Regions from separate parts of the Mus musculus genome. Here region 2 is linked to region 1. A link is a contact called in public HiChIP or PLAC-seq data. All regions are on one chromosome and are shown on one strand. The core of a region is the stretch at or near the end of the contact, and the rest is flanking DNA. Distances in the headings are between cores, read along the strand shown.

Region 1 (3,784 bases), core at 750-3,249:
GAGATGCTTCCAGAGAATGCAGTAGGATTGATCTCAGGTCTGTCCTCTAGCCAAGTGCCCACCATCACTGCAGCTCTGACAGAGGACTGAAAGGTGAGGACAGGATGCTGCATCAGCACCGGCAGAGTGCAGGAAGCCCTGCTGGGGACTGAGACACACTGGGTAAGACACACGGTCTCCTAGGACATCAGCATCACAAGCCATGGAAATACACTATCCTATCGGGAGGGAGGGAGAGGGGCCTGCGTGGGGCGGTTCCCCATGGCGGTGCATCAGCCTCCACACCAGCACATGCAACTTTGCAGGGTTCCAGAGCTGTAGAATGTCAACCAAGGGAGCCCAGTGTGTTCACTGCAGGACTCAAGCTGGGAAGCACACAGCACTACAGCTAGCATGCTGCAGGCTCAGCCCATATAGCACCCAGCCCAGGCTCCCAGCTCTAGAATCTGAGACTGGTTAGTGGATTCTGAGCAAGTGTGTGTATGTGGGGACTTCTTCATTCACAGCACAGCACTGAACCTTCTGCTTCCAAGAGAACAGTGTATTTTAAACTTGGGAAAAGTCATAACCTAGGAGGGATCCAGTCGCCACAGTCTACAGACATTGGTCTCCTCTGCGAGAGGGTTCTGGGGGTCGCACCAACTCTGTGTGTGTGTGTGTGGGGGGGGGGGGTGGTAGTGGCACGCACACAGAGTGTGACTTAAACCATCCAGCGCACAGATGCCTCTGACAACAAGACTAGGTATATACTAGGAAACTGCTCTGCAGCAACTGCGGACCACAATGCTTGACCATTCAGAGGGTATAGAGGCCCTAGCAGAGGTGGTGTACACCCTGCCCTCACCTGCCACTTACCATGCCTGACAGCTCAAAGGCTAGTCTTTCCCCCTGGTCTTTCCCCCAGTAAGTGATACAGGATCTCAGAAGCCCTTGGTGCTAGAGAGGAAGTCAGATGTGTTCAGTCCCAGTGGTGGGGCCCTGGGAAGCAGGTGGCGCGTTCACAGTCCCTGGCCCTGAGGGCAGCTGTGTGGGGGAGGCGAAGGAGCAGTGGCTTAGTGCCCTGATGTCTATCACAGCCGTGAGTCAGGAGCAGCAGGATGGCCAGGAAGTGTGCACCCAACTCCATTCCCACTCTGGGAAAGGTGCAGGGCCCCAAGGTGCGACTCTAAAGGCTCAACGGGGTTCTGCTTCTGGACTTGACTGCTTTGCTCATCCTGCGAACTCCAGTTCAGCCCAGTCCCCCACCTTCACACAAACTGGGACAGGTTGGGGACTTTGATGTTGAGGTCACCGATGTTGATGTTCCTGGGGATCTCAGGGAGGTTGATGTTCTTCACAGCGGACACGGCCCTTGCTGGAGCTGCAGAGAGGCCGCCCTGGAAACGAGAGGAGAGTGTTAGTCGATTTCCAGTGTCGTCTGCTTAAATCCTAAAGCAGATGACAGAGATCTAAAGCATTCCAGATGGCACATACAAAAGTCTTCATTCCTCATGGGTGTCAACAAAGCCCTATTTAGCTATGTGCAGCCTTGCAGCCTTTGCTGCCGTCCCACTACAGGGTCTGCAAAGGTGTGCTGTGCCCTGTGCTTCATGCACTTTTATAGTTATGGCAAGTAACACCACGCTTGGCCCATGGGAGTTGCTCAATAAATACTTGGTAGGGAACTCTGAGATGATTTATCTAAGTCCTATGACTTGAGGGTACTAGATTTACAAAGCAAAACAAAATGAAACCCTTTCCTTAAGAGTCTACCTTACAGAAAAGTGCAAAGCCAGAGAAATTCCTTTGAAGGAGAAAGAATGTCAGCTTTCAGACAACAGCCTGCCAGCTAGTGCGAGCTGAAAAGGATGGGCTTTGGATGTCACGTGGCTACAGGCTGGGAAGCAGTAACCCTGGAAAATCAGCCTCCAGGCCCTCCAGGCTCAGCAGGGAGTAGAGGGGGTGACACAGGCCTGAGAGTCACTTACTGTTCTAACCCACAGCTCTCAGGACACTCCCTCTAGCTCTGCCCTTCCCCTGCATGTCTGCCTCGGCTGGTTCCAGACCCCTTGCCTGACTCACTCACTGTGTCTGGAAGCCTCCCAGCCTGCACTTCTCAGAAAACCCTGGCAGGCAGAGCTGTGGTCAGAAAAACTCTGATGAGATGAGCAGTCTCATAAGAAGGACTCCTGGTTTTGTAAGACAGGTTCCATTCACAAAGCAAAGAAACCCACTCAGACATGTCACTCAGAGATGTCACCATCCCACTATTTCTGCAGCTGTGAGGGGTACCCCTCTAACCCTGCTCACTGTGGGGCTGAGGTGGGTGAAGACCAGGGTGGGATTGGCCTGGCTTCACCATGAGCTCCTCCATCAAGCTCAGAGCCACATGAGGATAAGGAGGCATGGTGTTTTATTTTCCTTTTTTCTCTTTTTTTGGTTTTTGGAGACAGGGTTTCTCTGTTTAGCCCTAGCTATCCTGGAACTTACTCAGTAGATCAGGCTAGCCTCAAACTCACAGAGATCTGCCTTCCTCAGCCTCCCGAGTTCTGGGATTAAAGACATCTGCCACCACTGCTTGTCAAGGAACGCTTTTCTGTTTGCTTTTTGAGACAGGGTTTCTCTATGTAGTCCTGACTGTACTAAACTCACTATGTAGACCAGGCTGGCCTCGAACTCAAAGATCACCTGCTTAAGTCTCCTCAGTGGTGGGACTTAAAGTGTGTGCCATCACCACCTGCCCAGGTATGGTATTTCCAAATCAGCATTACTGTAGTTTTGAAGAAGCTTCACTGAAAGTAAAGAATCTTGACCTTCCAGAGGCTACGAGCTAACCACAAGCTATGGCTGCTCACATACGGACCGCAAATGTGAGTCATAATCATATTCCAGAGGCTGGCTGTCCGTCCTGCCATCTGCCTTTCCTTTAAGCCAGAGATCTCAAGTCGCCCTACCAGTTTAATGTTTACACTGGCCTTCATGTTAGTGTAGTCAAACCAAGGAAGACAGGAGGGAACCACCTCCTAAGGACTCCAAGAAACAGAAGCCCTCACAGCAAACACAGACCCACGCAGCCCACCCAAGCCCACCCAGCAGACATAGCCCACTCAAGCATGCACAGCCCACCCAAGCCCACCCAAGCTCACCCAAGCCCACCCAGCAGACACAGCCCACCCAAGCTATGCATGCTCTACACAGGTACATGTTCCTCCCTGTACCCAGTCAGGACACAGTGCAGCTGCTTCCTCACCTCCGACTTCTCCAGTCGGTTTTGAGCTTCGATTTGAGCCACAATTTCATTCATGTTTGTCTCCAACACCATTCCACCCATCACCACCTCCTGCAGGATGTAGTGCACCTAGAAGAGAGGCATCAAGACTCAGAGCACAGCACAGTAGTTTGCCCCGGGGGCAGCAGCAGAGGGGTCAGACAGGCCACATTCTGATTCATGACACAGCCAGCCCCTCACGGGAGACCACAAGACTTCATGGTCTTCTATCAGCAATGGCAGTAGGGTTTGGTTCGCTCAAGACAATGAGGTGGTGGCTGAGGCTTCCAACTCAGACAGGTCATGCTTAGATTCTAGCCCTGCTGTTTGTTAGCTAGGTGGTCTTTGGCAAATTATTTTCTCAGCACTTCAGCTTCCTTCCAAAACTCGGGAATAAATGGCCGGGTGAGATACCTAGATGGAGAACTAAACAACGCTTTGCTAGTGCCTGCTACACGCTGGGCCCCACATAAGTAGAGACGCTTTTCTGTCATCCATTAGACTGTCATCACACTGGCTGGCATTAAGTAGATCTAA
Region 2 (3,947 bases), core at 702-3,201, 440 kb after region 1:
TTACAATGGTTCTCTCCCTTCCTAATGCTGAGACACCTCAGTACAGTTTCTCAGACCTCAAAGCTTCAGTCTCCTGCCTCATTCCAAGGGTTAGTATTGGAGGTGAGTGCCACCTTTCCCAGCATGAAACTTTTCTTTTTTTTTTTTAATTATATATATATTTTTTAAAAGATTTATTAATTTTTATGTATATGAGTACACTGTAGCTGTGCAGATGGTTGTGAGCCACCATGTGGTTGCTGGGATTTGAACTCCGGACCTTCGGAAGAGCAGTCGGGAGCTCTTAACCACTGAGCCATCTCTCCAGCCCTAAATTCAGCTTCCTTAACAAACCATCAAATATATAGTTCCTCCATGTTGATTTAAAAAATAATAAGCTGGGCAGTGGTGGTGCGCGCCTTTAATCCCAGCACTTGGGAAGCAGAGACAGGCAGATTTCTGAGTTCCAGGCCAGCCTGGTCTACAGAGTGAGTTCTAGGACAGCCAAGGCTGTACAAAGAAACCCGGACTAGAAAAAAAACCCAAAAACAAGAAAGAAAGGAAGGAAGGAAGGAAAACATAGTAGTGATGTGCTTGCTTAGCTCAGTAGAGGCCCTGGACTCATCCCCAGCACATGATGGGGTCTATAATCACAGCTGCTCCAAAGCCTGACAACTGCTTCAGTCCAGGAGTTTCAAAATAATTCTGTATAAATGGAGACTCTTTCTAAAATTAAAAATGGGCAGGCATGGCAAGCTGCAGTCCCCAGCTAAGTGCTGCTCCACCCTGCGCCAGCCCCACTCACGTGTCACCACAGCTGTGTGTCGGGATCCGCAGCTGGCCATAACTGCATCTGAGCCCAGGGGAAGATCCAGAAGAGCAGGGAAGGGCTGGATGGCTATGAAGTGGGCAGGAGCTCCTGCATCAGCCACAGCTAATTCCTCTTTGAGACCATCTTCATTCAATTCTGTGGCTTTAGAAGGCTTACAGTGTGTTTACTAGTCAGGGGCATGTGAACAGTCCGCATACTGACTTCCAGCTCTATAAAAGACCATTTTCTAGCTCCAGAGCTGGGGCCCAAGCCTTACTCACTCAGTCCTAGAGGCTGTGCAGGGCCAAAATCCCAGGATGATTCTCAGTGTCCAGCACACAGTAAATGAGCAGGGAAGGACATCCTAGAGGGGGACCTTACCTTCCTCTCTCTCTGCTTTGTTCTCTGTCCCACTCCTTGTGGGCAGGGCCAGCTGCCCTGACTCATTCCAGCCCCAGATATAAATATCCCCCGTTTCTGCAAGAGACCAAGAGAATCCATGAAGCACACTGTGGGACCCTTTCACCCACCCCACCTCCTCTAAACATCCCCATTACCTGTTCCTAGGAGCGAGTAAAGGGTACCCTAAAGCACCCGTCCATCAAGGATGCCCATACCAAGTCCCGCTGCTTCCCTGTCTTAGATCCCTGCCCATACACACCCCTTCTCCCCTTCCCCTTTTCCCAAACCTTACCATGTACCTCTCTGGCAGGCCTCAAAATCCCCAACCTTCCTGAATCCTGGCACTACAGGCACGAACTACCATGCCCAGCTTTTCTTTGGCTAACTCCAGGCTGAAGTTCTTTTGTCTCAGCCTTCCCACCAAGATGGACCCAATACACAAAAGCCCTAGGCCACACACTGTGGACCAAGGCACACCTCTCTGCCATCCACCATGGCTACCGGGGCATAGGCAGCCTTCTCCATTCTTCCTGGCTGAGCTGTCTCTTACCATTTCCCCTGCAGAAGTGTGCTGACCTTCGGGAGTATTTTAGATGGATGGGGGTAGTGAAGAGCTCAGTAACAAAGACAGGCAGTAACCAGATGAGTGGAGGTGTAAGAGGGTGGTGGAGTAACAGGCTAAATCTGGAAACACTGAAGACTCAGGGATGACTGAGCTGGACTGAGCGTGGAATGAGGCCTGGGCTAGACCGCCCACAAAAACAGAGCAAGAGGAAGGCGGGGCCAAGCCCTCCAGCTTGTTTGGAGCCGCCCCGAGTCACTCACCACTCAAACACACAGAGTGCCAGCCACCTGCAGCCACCTTAGCCATCCGCAGGCCCTGCAGTGCCTCCAACAGTCTTGGCTCTAGTTCTGCCTCCAGAGTCCCGTGGCCCAGCTGTCCATGCCTGATCAAAGGCGTCCCTAATCAGCTACAGGTCCATCCAAGAGAGCCTCTCCTTGAGCTCCGCCACGTCACAACCAGCCGGTCCTCACCTGCCCGCACCCCAGGAGAACACCTGGCCAGCTGCGCACAACAGCAGCACATGCTCAGCTCCCAGCTCCAGCTGGCGGACCCGCAGCTCTGGGGCCAGAGGCTGGCAGAAGGGTGGTTCTGGGGTCACATAGGCACGGGCGCAGGGTAGCAACGGCAGGGTCCCCATCCTAGACTCCCTGCTGGGTTCATCTTCCCCTTGGCCCTTTGCCCCAGAAACCAAGTTCTGGACCCAGAGGGGCTCCCCCTGTAACGCAGAACCTGGTACCCAGGCCTGCACTTCCGTGCTGGAGCCGCCCTTGTTGCGTAGCAGCACCAGGAGTTCCTCCGAAGCCCACACGTCCCTGCAGCCGTCTGCTGCACCGCTCACAGAACCTGACAATTCCACCCGGCCTCCACCTGTGTGGGCAGAGTTGGGAGGGACGCATGCCATGGACCTGGGAAGCTCGAGGCTGCCCGAGTAAGGGTGTACGGGTGTTGGGTATTTCTGGACTGGCATGTTAGGAGGGTTGGGCAGGTATACATGATACAGGTCTGGAGTTGGGATTGTGAGGGCACTCACGGGTCACCAGGGCAGTGTAGCTCCAGCCTGCGCTCACTTGGCAAATATCATCACTGGCATGCAGTGGTTCAGGACTGTACACTGAATGGTGGCTGTTCCCAGAACCCAGCGCTTGCCCGAAGCCACAGAAACCAAAGCCGAACCAGGCTCCGTGCCGTTTCTCGGCCATGTCCAGGTTGAGCCCTCTGTGGGTGGACACTTGGCTGTGGTGTGGATTAAGGGATGCAAGATTAAGGTTGCAAACCAAGGAGACTCTTGCAAACAGGACACCTTAGGAACGCTGGCAAATCCTGCCTTCCAGGGGGCTGAAGTTGCACTACCTGTAAAATAGAGACAGTATGCCATCCTAATCACCGGGCAAACGGAGTCCATCCCACTACTGTCCACGGAGCAGAGCTTTGGCCAAAGGTCCTACCAGATTTTTGACTGCTGAACTGTCTGCAGCTGACCACTTCTACTTTTGGCTCAAATCCAGCGTACAGCTGTAAGAAATATTAAGTATGTGTCTTTTAAGTCAAACTTGTATTCAAGGCAAGAAAAAAAATTTTTTTTAAGATTTATTATTTGGGGTTGGGGGGTGGGGTGGGGCTGGAGAGACATCTCAGCGGTTAAGAGCACTGACTGTTCTTCCAGAGGTCCTGAGTTCAATTCCCAGCAACCACATGGTGGCTCACAATCAATATGCAATGGGATCCAATGCCCTCTTCTGGTGTCTGAAGACAGTTACAGTGTACTCAAACACATAAAACAAATAAATAGCTTTTTTTTTAAAATGGTTTTAAAAAAAGAAGTGGTTAAAAAAAAAAGGATTTATTATTTTGGACTGGAGAGACGACTCAGTGGTTAAGAACATTGGCTGCTCTTCCAGAGGACCCAGGTTCAATTCCCAGCACCCACAAAGCAGCTCACAGCTGTCTCTAAGTCCCGTTCCAGGGCATCCTACACCCATACACAGACACACATGCAGGCAAAAAAGCATGCACAGAAAATAAAATAATAAAATAAAAGATTTATTTTACAATATGTGTAGAGATGTTTTTCCTGCATGTCTGTCTGTGCACCATGTTTGTGTCTGGTGTTACTAAAGGGCAGAAGAGGGCATCAGACCCTCTGGTACTGGAGTGTGAGCCATCATGTGGGTGCTAGACCTGAACCCAGGT

The links. HiChIP or PLAC-seq counts read pairs in DNA pulled down with a chosen protein or histone mark.
Region 2: an H3K27ac HiChIP or PLAC-seq map of embryonic stem cells shows a contact between it and region 1, with 5 read pairs. The contact joins two enhancer-like sites. A contact is called at or near these places in 1 of 39 promoter capture datasets (cranial neural crest) and 1 of 115 datasets of contacts at active chromatin or transcription factors (embryonic stem cells).

What each region holds. Positions count from the first base shown.
Region 1 is chr7:79,879,237-79,883,020 of GRCm38.p6, forward strand. It overlaps Ap3s2 (adaptor-related protein complex 3, sigma 2 subunit), which reads right to left. Exons shown (of 6, transcript NM_009682.3): 5 at 3,230-3,337; 6 at 1-1,376. The coding sequence ends at 1,248. Among named protein-coding and RNA genes, the nearest start is that of Anpep, 33 kb to the left of the region's middle. Within about 2 kb of position 2,000, at least 103 of the 459 cell types and tissues checked have an H3K27ac peak or open chromatin away from gene starts, as enhancers often do. A contact at or near this core is called in embryonic stem cells, where this site is marked.
Region 2 is chr7:80,318,075-80,322,021 of GRCm38.p6, forward strand. Rccd1 (RCC1 domain containing 1) reads right to left here. Exons shown (of 9, transcript NM_173445.4): 2 at 3,203-3,269; 3 at 2,788-3,107; 4 at 2,228-2,624; 5 at 2,018-2,139; 6 at 1,172-1,267; 7 at 785-952. The coding sequence starts at 2,956. Among named protein-coding and RNA genes, the nearest start is that of Rccd1, 4.4 kb to the right of the region's middle. Within about 2 kb of position 1,952, at least 24 of the 459 cell types and tissues checked have an H3K27ac peak or open chromatin away from gene starts, as enhancers often do. A contact at or near this core is called in embryonic stem cells, where this site is marked.